2 separate regions of the Sander lucioperca genome follow, and region 1 is linked to region 2. The links are chromatin contacts, called in public Hi-C maps. All regions are on one chromosome and are shown on one strand. The core of a region is the stretch at or near the end of the contact, and the rest is flanking DNA. Distances in the headings are between cores, read along the strand shown. Region 1 holds the start of cks1b (cyclin-dependent kinases regulatory subunit 1). Region 2 holds the start of dpm3 (dolichol-phosphate mannosyltransferase subunit 3).

Region 1 (4,598 bases), core at 1,571-4,070, 180 kb after region 2:
TCTGAGATAAATGCAATTGGCCTTCCAACATTTCATTCAATGACCCGTATGTATTCTATAAGAGCATTTTAGGGTAGTGTCCACCATCAACTGCCTTTTTTTTTTTACATTATTTTCACATGCATTTTCATGTGTCAAGTGGCTGTGTAACCATACAATAGTTGTATACCCTAAATACTGCCAAAGTCCATACTAATAAGATTTAAAAAAGGTTTACATTTATTTCAGAAAGGGCACCACATTCATAAATACTGAGAAGTTAAATGCCAATTTACAATGTCATTTAAACCAAGCAGCAACATGTCACTTTAAACCGCACCCAGAGTCAAACTTCATTTAGGATCCCACTATTCAGTCTGGCTTATGTTCTGACCCAAGCTTGACCCAGAATACACTGTTAGAATTACTCAAATGTTTAAACAAGTTTCACTCCCCACATCTTATAACGATTGTTCTAAAAAGCTGGAATATCCAAGCAGGTTCAGCAAGTTGGACAGAAGTTAAGTCAAAAAGACTGTAAGTGAAGTTTTTCTGGATGACGGCGCGTCGCTGTTAACACCCATGAAGTCTTTTCCCTAAGAGAAGGGCGAAGATTTTTTTTTTTTTTTTCCCCCTTCCTTCAAGGCATACTCCACAACCATTGTTCATAAATGTGATAGTCCTTCTCCAGGTCCAACATGATCAGCCCAAATCACAAGTCACCTACCATAGAAGAGCTTGGTAATCTGACAGCATACTGCCTATTTTGGGTTGATCTGTGACAAGCAGGATTGATCTTCCAAGGACCCAGCAATTCTCTCCCTTATGACTTTAGGCTGATTTACCAGAGGGCGCCGGAACAGCAAGATGTGGGGCTCTGGAGGAGGAAGTTACACAATATATAAGCAGAGATAATACTTATTGTGATGCTTTTGGAGAAACCTGACTCTAGTGACTCATATTCCATTATTTTTGAATGTAGGGTGTACATGTAATGCTGGGTTTGACATTCGCCATCCAGATAATTGTGGTCACAAAAGCTATTGCAACGTTCACCACTCATCTGAGGCAACCACTGTAATAGTTGGGGCTTCGTAAAGTACAGAGTTTGGTCTAGACCTACTCTATCTGTAAAGTGTCTCGAGATATCTCTTGTTATGATTTGATACTATAAATAAAATTGAATTGAATTGAATCTGTACCACCTCTTCGAAAAAGGTGCAATTTAACCCATTTTGACATCAAATCCCCACATCAGACTTTGCATCTCTCACCTTCTGCCTAAAAGATATCAAGAGGAGGTCCCCTTATTGGCAATTGTGTTAGCTAAAGTATAGAGGGGCAAATATGGGAAGGGGGGGGGCTTCAACTTTCAATTAACAAACCCTACAGTGGACAAGTTCAGTTAAATGTAGGGCTGCACAATTAATCATAAAAAAGAAAATCACACTATAATCCTTTTAATTGTTTAAAATGTAATATTAGTCAATGAAAATAATGATACAAACATGATCATTCCTTTCAATATCGTGAATCATATTGCAATGTCAGTCAAAATAATCGTAATTAGATATTTTCCTCATATCGTGCAGCCCTAAATGCAAATTGGTGACATATCACTCAACATTGTGTCATGTGCCTGATAAGTTTCAGCTTGGGGTCACGATTTTGTAAACAGATTCAGCACATGACAACTGTAAAAGAGAACAGTTGCTCATAGAGTTAGTGTGCCCTGCAGTCAAATAATCTCTGGCACAGAAGCCATTTTATACATATTTGTCTCAAATATCTAGACTTTATAATACTTTTGATGAACGTCATCATATAGATCAGATCCCACTTTCACACTTGATCATAACCAAAGCCTTACAGCTATTATGGCACTGTACTTTTGTAAAAATAGAGTAACTTTAGATAAGCCTCTTTTCCATCCAGTGGCCCCATCAGGTACAGTCTCGTCTATTATTGGCATGATAATAAAGTAGGACCAAGGAAACAATATTTAACAGAAAGCGATCAAATCATGATATTTATGACTGCTTTGTTTAGAAACAAGATAAACTACCTGGCTGGTGGATCATGTAATGCACCCATCCTTGGCTCTGCTGGACTCCCAGGTTCCTCCACTCTGTCTCCGACATCAAATGGGTCTTGGGTACACGCTTTGCAATGTCTTTGGGTAACATTACATGCCTGTAGAAAATGAGGGCGGATATTAAGCAGAATATTAGCTAATGCACCAACGCAAAGTGATGATTAGTTTCTCTACAAAGCCACTTTGCTAAAATCGTTATGATAACGTTGACACGCTTGAGAAAATTAAATTGTATGTTGGATAAACATTAGCCATACACACCTGTACTCGTATTTGTCATCGTCATATTTATCAGAGTAGTATATCTGTTTGTGAGACATGATGGAGACCTGGTGGAGAGATTTTTAACATTAGTCAACATTCAGAATCAGCAATAAGGCATATTACACTAATATTTAGGGGACAACGTGGCAGCAAGTTTCCGGTTTTTTTTTTGTTTGCATCGCTAAGCGAGTGCAGCTAACAGTAACGTTAAGCTAACGTTGCTCAAGTTAGCCGAGAACAAGCGTTATCTCTGACAACTTACGTAAACGCCTTTCTATGTTTCTGCTATTGTGTGGCGCAATCAATGGGGCTTCAAAGTTACCTTATATGGTTGCCAAAGTATCCTGATCAGAAAAAGTTAATAATTCCAGTTTTTCGCGTTCAAAAGTAGTAAGATGTTGACCCCTCTTTGTTTCCCTCTCGAATGTTTGCTAGCCCGCTTATGACCGTTCAAATAGACCTCGTCTCATCCCATTGGTCAATCCATCCATTATAGCCCCCTTGCCATTGGTCTGTTCTGTCTGTCGCAGTAAATCTTCGTAATCGCTACAGGGCCTCGTGATTGGTCAACATATGTAGCATGCCAAAGATCCATTTAAACCGTCATGGATGTATTAAGAGAACTAACTAAAGGATATAACTTCCAGAAAGTATAATACACACAGCCCAAACATGACATGTCATTGACTATGGATGTAGATGTATATGCATATCTACCATTGAGTATGGATGTATTATAAGAACTGTTATTATTAGATAGATAGATAGATAGATAGATAGATACTTTATTCATCCTGAGGGAAAGATAGAACTCTCTCTTTCATGATTTTGACAGTTTTATTTAAGCAAATACATAGAAGGGGTGACATGATACTTTCAGAGCTAATATATGTTAATACACAAGACTTCCCGATGAATGACCTCTATTTTAAACAACTTCTCAAAAAAGTTATGATTTTTTTTTATGATCTATTCGAACTACGAGAGGCCATACTCCTTTCATTTAGGGGTAGTTTTACACGGTGGTTTTCTGAGTCCATTTTTACCACTGTAATCTAAAGCCTATTTATCTGGAACCACAGACTCAATCATTTTTAATGGCGTGTGTGTTTGTGTGGGTTCTTGTGTCAGATATGCAGATGTGTTAAAGTAAATGTCCCTATCACAAACCGTTTACATACTCTAATTTTAGAGTAAAAGGATCCAGATGATGAAATCGATGTCCACACAGGAGCAATCGGAGTAGAGGGGTTATCCACCCTGGTAAGTCCCGCAGTTCAAATATAGCTCTGCAGACGTGTCAGTGTGCGGCTGGTCCTGGTAGCCTCACTCTTCTGTATAAATATATATGTGTGTGTGTGTAAACCCATGCATCTTAAGGGACGGTTCACACATGGCGTTGTATTATTAAAAGCGTCAGTGTCTATCGCCTGCCACTTTCACCTGCAGGCGTCAATCAAGCAGGGCTGTGCGTCGTTTTCCTGACACGACACTTATATCTGATTGGTCTAGCCGTGATTCAGGGGCGGGAGGTCCTTCTCCTCTGCTGAAACCCTATTGGACGAACGGCGCCTTGGTCGACGTGACGCAGCTTGGAATTCCCAAAGTTCCCAAGTTCACGGGAAGAGAAGAGCGTTGTTCATACTAAAAAACAAAACGTTTTGAAGGGAAAAACAGCGAGCGACTGAGGTGTAAACAAATTGGGTAAATAAAACGTCTTCTTTGTGTTAAATTTGGTAGCGTCGAGCAGGTGCTGGCGAACAGCTGGGCCTGAGTGAGAACGCGGAAGAGTGCAGTGGGAATATTCAGCCTACCATCCATGTTACCATCCTTTGTTTACCATTATGAGTGAACCCTGGATTTAGTTGCTACAACAGTTATAGCCCCTTCATTTTTGTTTCTTATGTGTGCTAAACAGAACTTTAGCGCACATAGTGTTGTCGACACGTGAGTATCAACCGTTGTTTGTCTGGATCAAAGAGCTGCTCGTGTCTGCGGTTTGACCATTTTTGGTAATTTAACTGGCACACAGATTGACTGGATGCATGGATCTGAATGAAAAGTTGGCTGGGAAAAGCAGCAGTGATGAAAACAATCAGGAGATTCCTGTTTCTTCTGACTGAACCCTTTTAAAAAAAAAAAACTGCGCAGCAGTATGGATGCCAACACACCGTTACATAACTTGTATTAACGACAATCTGGTCTTTATCTCATGTCTGTGGTAAATTAGGTCCCAAACTGTAACGTTATTGCATACGTG
Region 2 (4,509 bases), core at 199-2,698:
AGTGGGAAATTGTCTGCGATTTTACAGATTCAATTATTAAATAATTAAAATCTTAATAAAACATATATGTTTTATTAAGATTGTAATCTGACAATAGTCAGCATATCAATCAATAATGGATATAATCATGAGTTGCAGCTTCTTGTAAAGGAAATTTAAACACAATACACATCGGTGGACATTTAGGCCATAGTATCATAGCTGTTATACAAAGCCATACGCATATTCCTCGAACTACATTGCAGACTTGGAAAGATAATTGTTGATTATTAGGATTCCAAGATTTATGTTTCAGCAAACAGACATAAACCCAGATTATCTTCCAGTCTTGCATATACCAGTCTCCATAAACAGAAGAAACAGGCTTCACCCCTCTGGCAGACACGCAGATTGTCACTTACACTATTAACACTGGTGCAGACAAACATAAACATCACCGTCCTAAGAATAACTCTCCATTTTCCCCCAAAGAATGATGTTTATTTCTCAGTGGCTCTTTGGTGCGTCCCTTTCTCCAGCTAACTGAATGATGTTTACATCTCCCACTCCTCCTGATTTCACTCTGGAGAGGTCTGTGCCCTCTGCACCTGGACAGTTCACCGCCCTGAATGAACGGACGTGCCCCAGCGCACCTAAAGACACTGAGGTCAGACAGTGTGCTCCCGGAGGCCCCTAATGAAATTGTTGTTGGATTCCCCGCTTTGGAATAACATTAGTATTTATGGATAGCTTTCAGCTAGTACTAATGGTAAACTAATTTTCAAAATGGCTTTTCTAAATTAAGAGGATGGCACAGAGAAACAGTTTAAGGTCTAATGTGTGTTAAAAGCCTGACTGGGGGCCTCATTATAGACTTAGTTGAAACAAATTGTTTTCTGTCTCTCAGCTGACAGGGCGCTGGTGTTGTTAATGCATCAGACAACAGTCTACGGCAACGTTTTAATGAAAAACATAGACAGCAGCAAACATTGAGATTTATTGAGTAATAAGTATAATGAGGGAATGTAGTAATCTTTCTGACCACTGTTTTCTCACTCCTCATACAAATAGTGGGTCATTACAACAACAAAACAGGACATGTAGAATATAGTGTGACAACAATAGTAACAAAATACATCATTAAATATGTAGATAGATAAATAGTTAAGGGTTTGCATGCAAAATACTAGGCTAATTATCTAGTTATGTCTTCAATAGATCACAAAAGATTTTTGAGATTCGAGTTGTAAATCTTAATAATTATTAAATATTTAAGCTTTAATAAAACTTGTTTTTGCTTGTGAATAATTAATTCTCCGATTTGTAAGTTAAAAGAAAATGAACAAATAAATATGTTATCTTTTTTTCATATAGATTGTTTTTAATTTCAGGGAGTGTCATCGCAATTTCATTGTATTGTTGTCTTGCACAACAGTATAATGACAATAAAGTTCGTATCTTACATCTTACCTGATCAATAATTCAGTAGATCTGTTGGAATTTTTGAAGCAACACAGCAGTGACTGCATTTCCCATAAGGCGTGACGGTTACGTCATAATTCTGCGCAGAGCTGAGGTGGCGTTTGAGAGGAGGTAAACACATCGGATTATTTGTTCTAAAACGTATCATTGAACGAAATGCTATTTAACCGAATAAATATTTCCCTTTAGTTGGTTGTGTATGACCACATATTCCTGTTGCCTACCTGCTGTTTGTCTTCCTCGTGTGTTGTAGCTACATAACGTTAGCTAACACGATGCTACTTTGGTGTGCTAAAGCTAAGCTAACGGTATGTATGAATAAATAACCTTTTAACCGTTCGTTTCTCCTTCAGGTTCTTTCCCAGCTCCTCATCTGAAATCCTCGCGGCAGCTCTCATCATGACAAAACTTATGGAGTGGCTGTTCGGTGTGTCGGTGGTGGGCGCAGCCTGGGCTTTGGTCTCTTTCGACCTGTTGGACCTGAGCCTGCCGCAGACTTACAGAGAGGTCGCCTGGCCGATGCCTCTGTACCTGCTGGTTTCATTTGGCTGCTACTCCCTGGCCACGGTGGGATACAGGGTGGCCACCTTTAATGACTGTGACGAGGCGGCAAAAGAGCTGCAGGGGCAGATAAAAGAAGCCAAAGAGGACTTAAGGAAAAAGGGATTAAAGATGTAGAACTTGAGAAGGACTAATGGAGGATCTTTTGAGAGACTGAAAGGGATGCACGGACTACTTTCACACACAACCTGTCTGACTCCCTCTTTTTTTGTTTTCAGCAGACATGATCTGAACATCAGTTATAATGACTCTTTATGCAGCATAGTTTGTTTTGTGTTATGTAGTGTCATCTCTTTCAAATAAGACATAGATCAAATGTGCTTCAGGAAATTAGAAATTAACGGCCAGTGATTTCAGGGTTACTCATAAGTGACAACACAGCAGTTTGACTATTTTTTTTTTTTTTATTCTCACCATTTAAAGACCTCTTTTATGAAGTAACGGAATTATATTCAACAACACCAGTTTCTGTTTGAATCATTTTGTAACAGGTGGTTTAACTGATTAACACACCTCAATCCAGATAAAAGAAAGGAGCTAAACCGTGAACAAACATGGTGCTGTCTTTGGATGCGAATGGCACACAATTAAATCCCCCTGAGAACCACTGCTCTGCTAAATTATCATCTAAGTTGCCGATCACTGAAATGCCATCAAATGAAACCAAAGGGTCACACCGGAACAATCTCACTAAAGACTGTTACCACTAGGAATTCTCAGATGCTTTCAATCTGTGTCAAATCTCAAATAGTACTACACAGTGTGGACATTGTTGTGTGTGTCTGGAGATTGTTGCTCGTCTGTATAGATGGACTAGATTTTATCTGTAAAGAAATGTACATTCCATTGTCCAATTTCAGACTTGTGACCTTGGGCTATTGCTGGAACTTAATTAAATTGGAGTCTATTTTTCTTCAGTTTTTCTGACTACAAATGTGTGTGTGTTTGTGGGTTGGGGGTTCCAATAGGGCCAGGAAGTATGCGAGTATGTGCTTGAGTGCTTGCATATATGATGCATTCCTTCTCCAAGCATAACCCACATGGCTCAGGGCTTTATATCAACTTCTCAATGCCTCCCTCTGTACAAGACACTTTTGTCCCATTTTGTACAGTAGTTAACGACATGAAATGTGCATTTCCTTTTCTACCCTCACAGAGGTTTGCTCCAATCAGAGAATGTAAGCTTAGTATGTAGGGTTTGAACTAATCTGATGTTGGCAAGTACAGTTCTTTTGTGTGAGCCTTAAAAGCTGCCTATGCTCATTTTCAGTGAGTTCCCACTGGGTATAAACAAAGCATAGCCTGGCCAAAGGCATCATTATGGGGTTTCAAAAGCTCCCATAACTTTAGAACAAATGCAACGGAGTTGGCAATTCTCTTTTTGCACACTCTGCCTGTTGTGCCGTTTGGCTGCAGCCCCATCATGCCCTGCAACGTCACCCCCCATGAATGTCTGCAAGCTGTTGCAAGAGCAGACTGGATGAAAGGCAACCTGTTTTTTCTTTTTACCAGAAAATCTTATACTTTGATATTTACACCAAAGGCTTGCCTTGGTAAGCAGTTATGTTCTTACTCGTAACCACATGTGAAATAGTTAATCACTTTTCTTTGTCATCATTCTCCCCAAATCTAACTTTGAAGACATCCATCTGTTCATTTTCATTCTGAAGGCTATCAGACAAAAATATAAATCAGATTAGGCCAAACAGTGCCATATACAGTGCCTTTTCCCTTTAATCCCTTATTTCAAACATACAGTACATAAGCTTCATCCCAGATTTAGCCCTTTACATGATAGTAAGTGTAATTTATTGTAATCTGATGCACAGACAGAGATGTAACAATAGCTGTCCTATCAAAAACGACCTCAAATACTTTTCTAAATCTCCATGTATTTCATTTGCAGCAAATGTGAGACGACTAGCATCACTACTGCTGTTTGGCGAGCAAGTGGCAGTGTTCACATTGGCAGTATTGTGCTCCAGATAAAGCACAGTAATTTGAAGCATAGCGCAAAATCCATAATGATTGCATAGCAGTTAGTCAGTTTGAACAAAGCCTTAGTAAATCAAATTTCTGGCTTAGGCTACCATAAGTATTTTTTATTTGTCCAGCGAGAATGACCTTTCATGTATAGTTGTCAAACCTTCACACAGTTAAATTATTATAATTTAGATCAGGGGTCTTCAACGCGTTTTAAGCCAAGGACCCCTTAACTGAAAGAGAGACGGTGCAGAGACCCCTACTACATTGCACAAATTTTATTAAATTATATAAAAATTAAGTTGCGTATTAAACTGGGCCTACAATAACATGTAGGGTGCCCTTAAGCCTTTATACATACCTTTTTTGCATAGAATACTACGCTAATTGCTGGTATGATTTTATAAATCATATTTTAATGTTAAACATACATGTGGCAAAGTGAATCCTTAGGATTAACTGTATCTGTGGATGGCTATCTAAGTGACTACCTTACCTACAGGC

Evidence for each region. Hi-C and Micro-C count contacts between places; a contact is called where the count stands out from the background.
Region 1: a contact with region 2 is called in a Hi-C map of muscle, with 3 times the contacts expected there. The contact joins the promoter of cks1b here to the promoter of dpm3 in region 2. A contact is called at or near these places in 2 of 2 Hi-C or Micro-C datasets (liver and muscle).

The regions. Positions count from the first base shown.
Region 1 is chr16:13,734,906-13,739,503 of SLUC_FBN_1.2, forward strand. It overlaps cks1b (cyclin-dependent kinases regulatory subunit 1), which reads right to left and starts at 2,821. Exons shown (of 4, transcript XM_031296056.2): 1 at 2,661-2,821; 2 at 2,336-2,403; 3 at 2,045-2,172; 4 at 1-856. The coding sequence starts at 2,394. The coding sequence ends at 741. pbxip1a (pre-B-cell leukemia transcription factor-interacting protein 1) reads left to right here and starts at 3,583. Exons shown (of 11, transcript XM_035993295.1): 1 at 3,583-3,601.
Region 2 is chr16:13,553,936-13,558,444 of SLUC_FBN_1.2, forward strand. dpm3 (dolichol-phosphate mannosyltransferase subunit 3) reads left to right here and starts at 1,449. Exons shown (of 2, transcript XM_031296051.2): 1 at 1,449-1,572; 2 at 1,815-2,942. The coding sequence starts at 1,861. The coding sequence ends at 2,139.